Regions from separate parts of the Drosophila melanogaster genome. Here region 1 is linked to region 2. A link is a contact called in public Hi-C data. All regions are on one chromosome and are shown on one strand. The core of a region is the stretch at or near the end of the contact, and the rest is flanking DNA. Distances in the headings are between cores, read along the strand shown. Region 1 holds the start of CG43732. Region 2 holds the start of PKD (Protein Kinase D).

Region 1 (5,690 bases), core at 131-2,630, 640 kb after region 2:
TAACAGCATATTTCTGGAAGAACCCTTTTCGAGGTCTTTGTTGCTGCCTTGGCAAACTTATTAATTAAACGCGCTCATAATTATTTAAGACCGGCTGCCGCCGGAGCAAATTCAATCTGTGATCATTGCCCCCGATAGGCAGAGCTGCAGTAATCAGAGTTAGAGGAGCAGAATCCCCCCCCTGCTCAGCTGCCTAATGTGGCAGAAGCGAAGGCAAACAAAAGCGGTGCCATTTCAAAAGAAATCAATGACAATTCGTTAAAGTTCCTCCCCGGGGTAACCGCTCTCCAATTTTCCAACCCATCCCACAGAACACTTCCCAGGACATCATCGACATTTGAGCAGCGATTAAAGACAATTGAAGCCGCAGATGCAGAGGCAGCATAAGTCTGCTGCTTTCTTATCAGTTGGCAGAGCTCTCTGGCTTTTCCACTCTCTCCATCGTTATCTCTCTCTTGTGGAAAAGCTCGCGCCTGCGCTGCCAGGCCAACGGTGTTATCATTTGCCAAGAGATTGGCGCTTATCAGTTGGCCAGTGAATGTTTGCTGGGTTATCCCGCCATTGTTTGGCCCAAATAAATCGCTGACTTGGCATGCCGGACGGAGCAGGGAAAGTCAAAGACGCCAGTGCCCCAGGCACAGGTCAAAGTATCTGCGATTCGATGCCTCGGACGAAGAGCAAGAAAAAAAAACAAAAGAACACACTGCCATTTATCTTGGGCGACGTTTTTGCCCTAATGAGATTTGCGCCAAATTAAATGAAATCGAAAATTAGGTGCGCCAAGCTCGTTGGCAATTTAAATTGAAGGCGGCAATTATCCGCACAAACGGCCAAGTCGGACCAAAACGGGAGGAGCATAATGAGCAGAAGCCGAAGTTAAACAAGATTCTCACCTGTCAGCTTTGGCACCACCTGATGGCCTGGCACCTGGAAACCTTCGGGTTTCACCTGAAATCTGCCACCTGCCAGCTGTCTCGAGTGGCGGCTTTGGTTTTGGCTTTGGATGGGCGATTAAAGCGCTCGTCGGCCACTCGAACAAACAGAATCGACGGCTCATTGAGCCGCAGCCAAATGAAATCCGGTGGCAAACAACTTGAAGGATCCACTCGAGAAGGAGGCGGAGGAGGAGGAGGCTGCGCCAAGGAGTCCTGGGGTCCTGAAGTAGAAAAAAGAAGTGCACAAAAACGAAATCATAGATTCAATTTGATTTATTTCGCTGCCGTACTATATTGGCGTTGGACTAACAGCCGTCTCTCGATTCAAATGGCAGAGCTTTCACTTGATGTCATCGCGGCGTGCTCTCTCGCTTTTCCTCCGAATTTTCCTCGCATTTTCCGACTTCACTCTCTGCCTTAAATGCCGTGGCAGCAGCCGAGCGTAGTCAGTCGATTTCAGTCGGCCGTGCGGCACACACACTCGCAACGCGCTTTTCAGCCAGCTCAATTCAGCTCCGGATTCCGCTTGCCACCAGCTTTTGAACGCGTCATTAATCGCATCGTGTGACAGGAGCCTCGAATCAGTTTTCCCAGCAACGCGCGCACTTTTCCCGCTTTTGACCACCGATTAAGGTCTCTTGTTCTTTCCGCCTTATCGCTTCGTCCTGTGCGTTTGCATTTTAATGTTTGCTTAAGCATTCCGTTTCGGTGTCAAAATCCAAAATCCAAAATCCGGCCAAACCAATCCCGGCGATAAGAAAAACCCTGGCCTGGCAAACGGAGAGCTCAACGCGGAATTGTTCGACACAAAAGTGAATTACAAATCAATTGAGAAAGCCCTCGGCAGCGAGACGTAAATATTCAAATGGAAACCGAATTACATATTCTTTTGAAATTGCCTTGGCTATGGTGCACAATTGAGATATTCGGCATTTATAAGATTGTGGAGTGGGCTATTTATGGTGATCAATCGGGGCAAAAGGCTGGGAGGTATTTTGCAGAATCACTTGGTAGGATTAAAGACATTTAAACATCATACTCGCTTAAAATTAAACAATGATGTTTGAAAGTCAGCAAAACCACTGCAATATTTAAGTTATGCCTCTTTTGTGCGCGTATACAATTTTAAATGCAAATGTTTTTTGGCAAACAATTCCAAATAAGAATACCTTAATCATTTATCACGAATGAAATTATTAAATGGAATTCACTTGTATAACAACTAAAATGAAAGTCACTCCGTGCTGTGTATTGAATTATTTATTGCCACACTTACAATGCTGCATTTCCATTTAATATCAACCTATGACACCTATTCCTTTGACCAAACGAGAATGGCCATGTAAATTGATTCTTGGAATCGGTCCACATGCCCATACGATTCACCAAAAAAAAAAAAAAAAATGCTCATTTCAGCAAAATTGGGTTTTATTTGCATTGAGCGAATGTTCCTTCGGATGAGTTCACGTTCAAGCTAACTCGCCATTTTCAAAAGCAAACATACAAATGCGTTATTAGTTCACATGCACAATGGCCATACATTCCTAATCGGTAACCCTGGCTGCTTTTTCTTGGAACGTCCTTAAACAGGAGAGGGCAATCTGGGCAACGAAAGGTTACAAAACGAACTGGAGGCAGACAATTGTTGGGGGATTTACAACATGGCCCTCGTATTGTTTGCAATGCAGCAATAAGTCTGGATAAATGCGGAAAAGACAGAAGAAAAAGGGACGATGGTGATGGCGATGGAAATGTGTCCACGGCAGTTATGACAACTTCTGCTGGGTCTCACCTGTTTCACCTGTTCGCCAGCTGCTTAATTGGAGTCACAGCCAAAGTCCGGGCGAACTTTCCGATTTCCGTTCCTGCAACGCGTGCCACTGACAAGTGACAGCTTCGATTTGAGGCAGGAGTAAACGCATTGCTCATCTTCCAATTCATTTTTTAGATCTGAATATACTCTTGTTTGATCCGAAAAAAAAGGGAAATGATCTGCGAAATAAAATTGTAGTTTTACTAGCAGAAGACGTGTTTTTCCGTTTACACTTTCAGCAAAAGATTAATTGAATTGAATGCAATATTTTTCAAGAGATTTATACTTTGATTTTCAACGAAACGATTTTGTTTAAAAATCGTTATTTTCGTTCACGCTTATTATAAACATGCTAATAACGGCAACCAATTATTCTAACCAATACTCAATATATTTGTAAACATTTTGTAAATTACTTTCCTTTTTAAATTCCGCTCACGTTTCACTATAAGCGATGGTTTATAGTCAGCCTGCCTACCTGAAATTGCAGCTTATTTAATAATTACTCACGAAAATCATTTTCGTAATTGACTATTTCTCACTCCGATGTCTATCCATACAGTCGATCATCAGATGAAAGTGCTTTCCCAGTTTCTTTGCCATATGCAAAGTAGTAAACGTACAAAAAAAAAGTGGGATTCAGTTGCAATTTGCATGCAGTTCGGCAATCGCTGCGAAATTGAAACGTGCCAAATGTGCAAACAGAGGGCCGCAATCGTTTTCCACCTTGTTTGGATAGCCAACCAGGTGATAAGCAAACATAACCCAAAGGGACTCCCGTGAAAAGTCGACTTGCGGGGTTGGCTGGGTTTTAAACTCAACCCTTTTTTCTTTTTCTTCGGCTAAGGTGGGCGGCACTGCCACTAAATCAGGCTACTTCCACCAGGTAATAGAGAGATACAATTTGCTACGTGTGGAAAATGCGAAGAAAGAAGAGACGAGTAACTTTGCAAATAATGTTACCCAGCCACTCGAATGTTTAGGAACCTTTACGCATAAATTATTTATTCATTTGCCGTCGCCGGGTTTTTATATGCATCGTTAAAATTTCTGTTTGGAATCTCAAAGTGAATTTTCGGGTCCGGAGCGAGCACCTTTGACCCGCCCCCCCCCAAAAAAAAAAAAACGGAAATAGGGTTTTTTACGTTGGCTATTTTATAATGAGCTGCACTGGATTCGCTTTCACAGTGCTAACCCGTTGCTCATATGGTTTTCCTTTGCGCCTTTGGTTCCTTGTTCAATTTTCACTTTTGCAAGCGATTTTCCCGACGGCTGCTCACGAGAAAAGCTACGTGCAAAACGGCTTTGAGTGGAGGGTGTGGTCTCCACTTTCGCAGCGAAAGTGTTTATTTATTTCAGTTTGTGTGCTAGAAATAAGTTTTATTTCCGTTTTTTTTACCATTCCGAACCAAAATTATAATAATAACCTGCGGCTGCGGGCCAACGTTGCGTATGAGCGATGTTTTTTCAAACCATATTCCCATTGAAAACGCCGACTCGAAACTAATTAGCGCCCTGTACGCCGAGTTCTTGTTGTTTTGAAGGCTTTCCGCAGCAGCATTGGCTTTTGCCAGTAGAAAGTAGCCAGCGTGTCCACGTCATGTGATATGAGCTGGGAAAATATTGTTAAAAATATGCTGCAACTTTTTCATTACATCAACTTGACGGCTGCGAAGTGAAAACTTTTTAGCAACCAGCAGGAGCAGGCGGAAAAGCGTGGAAAAAGGGGAAAGGCAAGCGGCTTTGCCAGCTGTGGATGCTGTTTCTTTAATTTGTATTTAGTTAGCGGACGATGCTAATGAGTTTGCTGATTAAAGAAGGGATCGTCTTTTGATGTGCCACCTCTGGAATGAAATTTGCACAAGGCTTACCAGCTTTAAGACCTTGTTAACTGGCGAAAAAACAAAAGACATAAATTATTTGGCATGCGATCAAAACCACACTCGCAACCTTTTAGCTGGCATCTCCTGCGTGAAAAAGCTAATACAAACTGGCTGAGCCAATCAATTACGAGTAGTTCCCAAAGTTCAAGTCATTCTCACTTAGCTACAGCCAGTCTATCAATCTTCTAATCAATCTGAACGGAGCAAATAGCCAGCTAAAGTTTCGTCCTTAGCATTATGAATTTATGGACCGTTGGGCAGTCGAGTGAAAACTATGCCGATTTCAATAAAAATCATTAACCGAGCGAGCACTCAAAGGCCGATTTCGATTGAGTTTCTGTGCGGGTGGGCAGAACTTTCCGACACATTAAATATGAATGAAATGCCACGGTAATTAAGCCTAAACACAGAAAGATAAACAAACCGCGAATGGTCGTAAAATGCGATGAGGTGGCGCCAATCGAAATGAACTTCTTTGACCAAACACATTTCCAATCGAATTATAAATAAACAGAGGCTGCCACAATGAAATAAGCGCCGACAGGAAGCCAATTCAAATAGCCCCAGTCAGCCACTGTTTTTCGCCAAATACCTTATTTCCAAATTCCAAATGGAATTGGCATATAGCGAAGGCCTTGGGCCTTATGGCTGATTAGCCAATTTGAATTTTCAATATTTCCCGGAATCTAAACTTCTGTTTGGTAAACGCGTAATATGCCAGCGTTGTTCTGCTTACAAATTCCCATTGTTTCCGCATCCGAAGAAAATGAATTCACTTAGCCAGAAAGATGTGGCTTAAGGCGAGAATTTCATTAATCTTTGTCGCGCGTTCCTTGGCATATTAAAATATCTCTTTTGTGATACGTGAATGCATAAAATGGCAGACAAACGAGAGTGAAGCATCTTTGTGTAAGCTTTAAAAATCTCCCCCATAAAAGCCAACGTGAAACATGCAACAAGCTGGGTCAGGAAGCGGGCCAAAAGAAGGCCACCACCACCCATCAGCTACTGTGTCGAGGCTATACCCACACACTTCCACTGACACACACACACACACAC
Region 2 (5,639 bases), core at 2,786-5,285:
CGTTTTGAATTTCAATTGAAGTGCCTTTCCTGGCATCTGGTGGCGGAGCATGGAGGCTGCTCCTCCGCTCCGGCGCTCCACAATCCTCAAGTGCTTTTTGGACAAAAAAAAAAAAAGATACCATCAGCGTGAAATAGCCGAAATTGGAGCACCATCACACGCAAATGACGCAGCGCAGAGGCCTAAAGTCAAGGCTAAAACACGTACACACATTTCGATATTAAGATACGTTATGGTATCCAAGAGATACATTCGCCATTTACATACATAACAACAACAGCAACAAGCGGCGATGCCAGCGAATATCACTTAATAATTTATCCGTCACATACACACTAGTCGTGAATTTGAGAACCTTTTCAGCGCCTTGCATCCGACGGATGCCGCTTGGACATGATGACTAAGCCCAACTCTTGCTCTTTCGCTTGCCTCGATTTCAGCTCCTGCTGTCTATTTTATTCTATGCGCTGCAATTCGATGTCTCCGCCATCGTCGCCGCGGCACGTTCTGAGTTTGTTAAGCCAAAAGAGCAACTGACTTGGCCAACTGACTGCCAAAGCCGCCGACGATGCCAGAGACCCCCTCCCACTCCCAATCCCAGTTCCAGTCCCAGTCGTGGTAGTCGCAGTCGCAGTCTCAGACCCAGACACAAAACCCCATAAAGAGCCCCAACCCGAACCCATACCCATACCTAAACCCAGGCCCAAACTCAAACTGAGACCCAGTAGCCAGCGCAAAAACAACTCAAAACCCGTTTGACGGCACTGGGGAAAATAATTGAAATGAATGAATAAATACATAACTAAATACAGGAAGAATTAACATTAATTGCTGTTTAATGCAGTTGATAATACTTTAAGTAACACATATTTAACCTTTAACATCTAGCTTTTATTATACATTAAAAGTATTTTTGTTTTTATTTTAAAGAAAATATTTTCGTTTAAATCAACTAAATACATACACCAAAAAATATATTTAATAATTTGTATGGTTAATAAGTACTTGTCTAGATCTATTTTTTATGTAATAAAATGTTCTTTTTTTTTAATAAATTTCCAAAATGTAAAATATGAATTTTAAGTAAGTTGTGTTCTGAAAAGAAATAATTACCTCATAGCAATATTTTGTAAAAGAGAAACTAAGTACATGTTTTTATTCCAGTGTAGACGAATGTATAGAGAAAGACAAGGCCAGAGTGCTGCAGAGCGAGATGACAACAGAGTGAGAGAGAGAGTGAGCGGCTGAGACGTGTGTGAGTGTGAGCCATGAACCAAAGCACTCGACCCGGCATAGTCTTACTACCCCGCCCTTGCCCGCCATTTGTTGCCCAGTTTGTTTGTTTCCTTTGTTTGTTTGTTGTAACGGACGCACTCTTCAATATACCCCCGAACCCCACCTTCCGCCACCATCGGCCTTTCTTCCCCTTTCTCCCACTACTCTGCCCCTTCTGCACTCTTTCTACGCTTCGAGCGCGCCCATTTAGCGCCCATTTCTTCGCTCGTTGTCATTGTCAAGGCTGTGCGAGAAAACTACCTGAGAGGGGGGGGGGGTGTGTGTAGTTTGGGCCAACTCAGGTGGTGCGGGATGGGGGTTGGTGGTTTGAGGTTTGATAAGCGATTTTCCCGTTACCGTTAGACGGCCCCAGGGCCAAGGTGATTTCCTTTCATTGTGACGGTTACTGAAGTTGTGCCAAGCGTGCAGATGTTGTCAGCGAATGGAAAGAAATTATGGATTTTTACTTAAAATGGCAAGGAAATAACAAAAAATTATAAAACGTATTCGATTTTAAAGAAATATATATTTGGAATTTAAATGTCGATCCCTAATGGATTAGCATAAATAACCGAATCAATAATTCAAAATTATACCAATATATATATTTTCGAATCAACTGAAAATGACTCTGAAACAATTTCGTAAAATTCGTTACCCTAATAATATGTAAGTATTTTGAACATATTTTTAGATTTTAAATTGATCAATAAATAACAGCGGCATATTGCCGAAAAAACCAAACAAATTTGAGTTCATTAATTGCACCAAAAAAATAGTGTGTAGTTGTTAATTTAAAATGTTGCTCATTAACTGCTATGCTTGAAATCAAAATAAATTGCAACACTAACATCTATTTATTTTGGAAACCAAAAACAAAATTATGATATTCAAACTTCTCCAGTTTGAAATGTAAATGGCCAAACAAGAAGTTAGTTGAAATCTGTTGTTTCATGTGTTTTTTTTATTGTTATCCCCCTCGGTTATCGGTTGGTTTTTTTTTTGGAGGCTGTGCCACCCGTACTCACATGTTTATTTGTTGGAATATTATTAGAATTCAAATTCTTAGATTCATGTGAAACAAACACAGAACGTAGCGAAATGCAAATAGTCACAGTCGACGCAAAAGTCGCGGGCTCTTTTCGAGTCTGATAAGAAAACAGAACGAGACGGGGCTACGGGGAGCGATAGAGAGGGGGCATCGCATGGCATCACCATTATCATCGATAGATAATTAGAAAGGTGATAATAATTCCAAGCCGGGAGCGAAAGCGAGAACGAGATGCGCCGATGATGCCACGCCAAGTTCAAATTCCACTGCGGGTGGAGCCCAAGAAAATCCTATACAGTGCGCGAAAAAAGTATCATCTTAGAAGAAGGATATTAATGAGGATATATTAGATAATATATTTGGATTTACATATATGATGAACCATCTTTTAAAGGTCTTTCGAAATGAAATGAATAAAGTTCTGAAGATATATTTAGAAATTACAGCGCCTCTTCTGCTTAACTTAAATTGAAACATGTTAAATCGAAATTGGGCTTGTTATGAATCTCCAGAGAAGCGTGTAGATGCGATAATGGTTCCAGTTTATTGAGCCTGACGCACCGGCCATATAAACACCAAGGCCAGGGAACAACTCGAATGTGTTTCTGTTTGTTTTTCTAGCTCAAGTGGATGGTGGACTCCGAAGTGGGAGTGCGTTTTCCACCCGCCCAAAGGAGCAAATAAATATTAACGGGCGCGGGCGCAGACAAACATTTGCATTGAAGCGTGTCAGGACAATGGTACAGGTGGCACTCAGTAAGGAGGATTAGCTAAATGTACACATATTCAGATTAATTAACAATACAGATCTAAGCTGACAAATATATATCTAAGTATAAGGTCAAAATTTGTATTTGTAAAGTAATTATATGAATATCATGTAAGTACTATTATTAGTTTATTAAAGCACTTAGTAATATAAGAATACGCACAGTCACTATAAATTTAAACCTTTCCAAGTTCCAAGAACCATTGAAAAGGACCCCGTTGAAATGATACACGCATTTAACAAGCCATTCTATAAATGAATGGTGCCATATAGTATATACTTATTTTACCATTCGAATAGCTAGCATATAATAATTATATGCCTCGTAAAGACACGAATTGAGCACAAAACTACCACTCACGACCACCAACAACGAAACGTAGCAAATTAGCAACAAAAGCACTCCACTTATGCACAGGATGATATAATAACAGGAACTGGGAAGCTCGGAAAGCACGGAAAACTCGGGAAACTGCCAAGGAGCCGCCAACTGTGACACTTAAATTTTAATGTTTCTCGGGAAAATTCATTTGGTTTAATTTGTTTTCAGCTGGCATCCCTCGACGACTTTGCCCGACTTTCCGTCGATTATTTTTTACACTCATTTAAGATGCAACACTTGGCGAATGTATATATACATGTATATATAGACTTGTTGAAAATGTCTTGCAATTAATTTGAATAATTAATATGCACACGGACAGCAGCTAGAGTACCAACACACCTTCGTTCGTGCCCCATTTCCCCGGGCGCTTTTCCTTAGAATTTTCAATATTTGTTTGCCGTTTCTGAGCGCGTGTGTGTGCGTGTGTGTGTGTCGTAGTATTTTCCTTTCCTTGTTTTCCTATTTGTGTGGCAGCATCGTGGACATGTCCACGTTGCGCTGTTTCTGTCGCTGAGGCCAAAAAAAAGACGAGAAAACTTCGCACGTTTGCACTTCGCGTCGACCGCCGCGCAACTGAAGCGAAATTTCCAAAGGCAGCCAGGCCAGCAATCGCAAAAATCAGCAGCAGCGGCTGAAAAGGCAAAATCCAAATGAAATTGCCGAGCTCAACTCAACTCTCGATTTGGACTCGGGTTTATGCTCTCTTTTGAACCCCTCCCCCCCCCCCACAAATCCACCAGAGAGATTCTCCGATGGGAGAGCATTTGGGGGGCAGAATGTTTGCGATTCCTAGGATGCTGTGTTCAAGCAACGCATCACTTGCCACATTTTTGGCGTTCTTGACGCGCTTCCTCAATTTGATTTTGATTCTATTTTATTTTGGCCTCTTTTCGATTGTTTATTTACTCTTCTCGATTTCGGCTGGGCGTTTGTTTACAATCCGGCTGTGGCAGAGGTGAAAGCCATGCTCGCCAAGCTTTCTCATTTTCTCACAGGTGTCTTGAAAGCTTGGGAGTTGTAACGAAGAGAAGCGGCCCACTTTTGCTCAGAATTAGGATAGGTTACGCATAAGAGCTGCCAGGGTAGACAGGTTTAAACAAAGAAAACTTAAATAATTTATTTATTTCATATTTAGCTTAGAGCGTAAGTAGTTGCATATTAGGATTACTTATAGAATATTAAAATATTAAGTAATATTGTCAAAAATGGTATCTTTCTAATTATACATGTAAAATAATAATATAAGTTTGCAAGTTAGTTAAAATAACTAAAATTAAATTAAATTAAAAAATAACATAAATTACATCTCTTAATTCCTACCAAAAATATTTGATACATTTTATATATTTATTTCAAATAAAAAATAAAATAGGCAAACCGAATATTGTTTACGTATACGTAATATTTTGAGTCTTAAAAGAAGAAGTAAAGAGCAGTCGAAACTTAAGAGACAAGTGTGCCACTCGAAGAGAGTCAAGTGAGCGGGCTTTTAATGGGCGACTGTTGCTCCCGAAAAGCTTTAATCTGCACTGGAAAAAATCAGCGGCAGTGATTTTGCGCCTTTCAGTGAATGCACACGCCACACCGGAGGTCAGTAGCTCGAGGAACTCCGGGGATCCCCCTTTTGGTTGGCCAAACTGAAGCGCGTAAAATGCACATTACGGTAACACGTTGCGGCGGAAAGGTAACCGGAAACGTAAAGCTTTTCGCCAGCATCGTAATCGCTTTTCCACGCTAAGAGCTTTTCATTTCGCAGAATCAGAAAAATGGGGAAAAATGGGCGGAAAGAACTGGGCCAGTCAAACGAAGCAACTTCGAAAAGGGAAGCATAAAATTGCTCTAGCAACACATGGCGCTTACCCCGTCCCCCCGGCAAAAATGGGGCGGATGTGTGCGGAAGGTGGGTGGCTGTGGGTCTTGGGAGGCCATTTTTCCAAAAGGGGGTGAATGGCTTTTGTTGCTGGTGCTGTGCCGCCTGCCAACTGACAACAAAAGCGTCGCACGTAATATAATAAAGAGATTTTCCATAGCATACAAAGCGGGGCTGCGTCGAGACAGTTGCATGTGTCCTGCTACATAGAAAACTACTGTGGAGTAATATCTCAACTGAATTGGATAAAATATTGAAAATATTTAATTTTGACGTATTTATTATAGGG

Evidence for each region. A called contact is a pair of places that touch in the nucleus more often than the background predicts.
Region 1: a contact with region 2 is called in a Hi-C map of the Kc167 cell line, with 1.4 times the contacts expected there. A contact is called at or near these places in 3 of 107 Hi-C or Micro-C datasets (the Kc167 cell line, embryonic mesoderm and wing imaginal disc).

The regions. Positions count from the first base shown.
Region 1 is chr3R:18,948,816-18,954,505 of dm6, forward strand. CG43732 reads left to right here and starts at 1,381. Exons shown (of 15, transcript NM_001275792.1): 1 at 1,381-1,788. All of the region lies in intron 5 of CG42613, which reads left to right.
Region 2 is chr3R:18,310,372-18,316,010 of dm6, forward strand. PKD (Protein Kinase D) reads right to left here and starts at 4,036. Exons shown (of 8, transcript NM_142453.4): 1 at 3,820-4,036.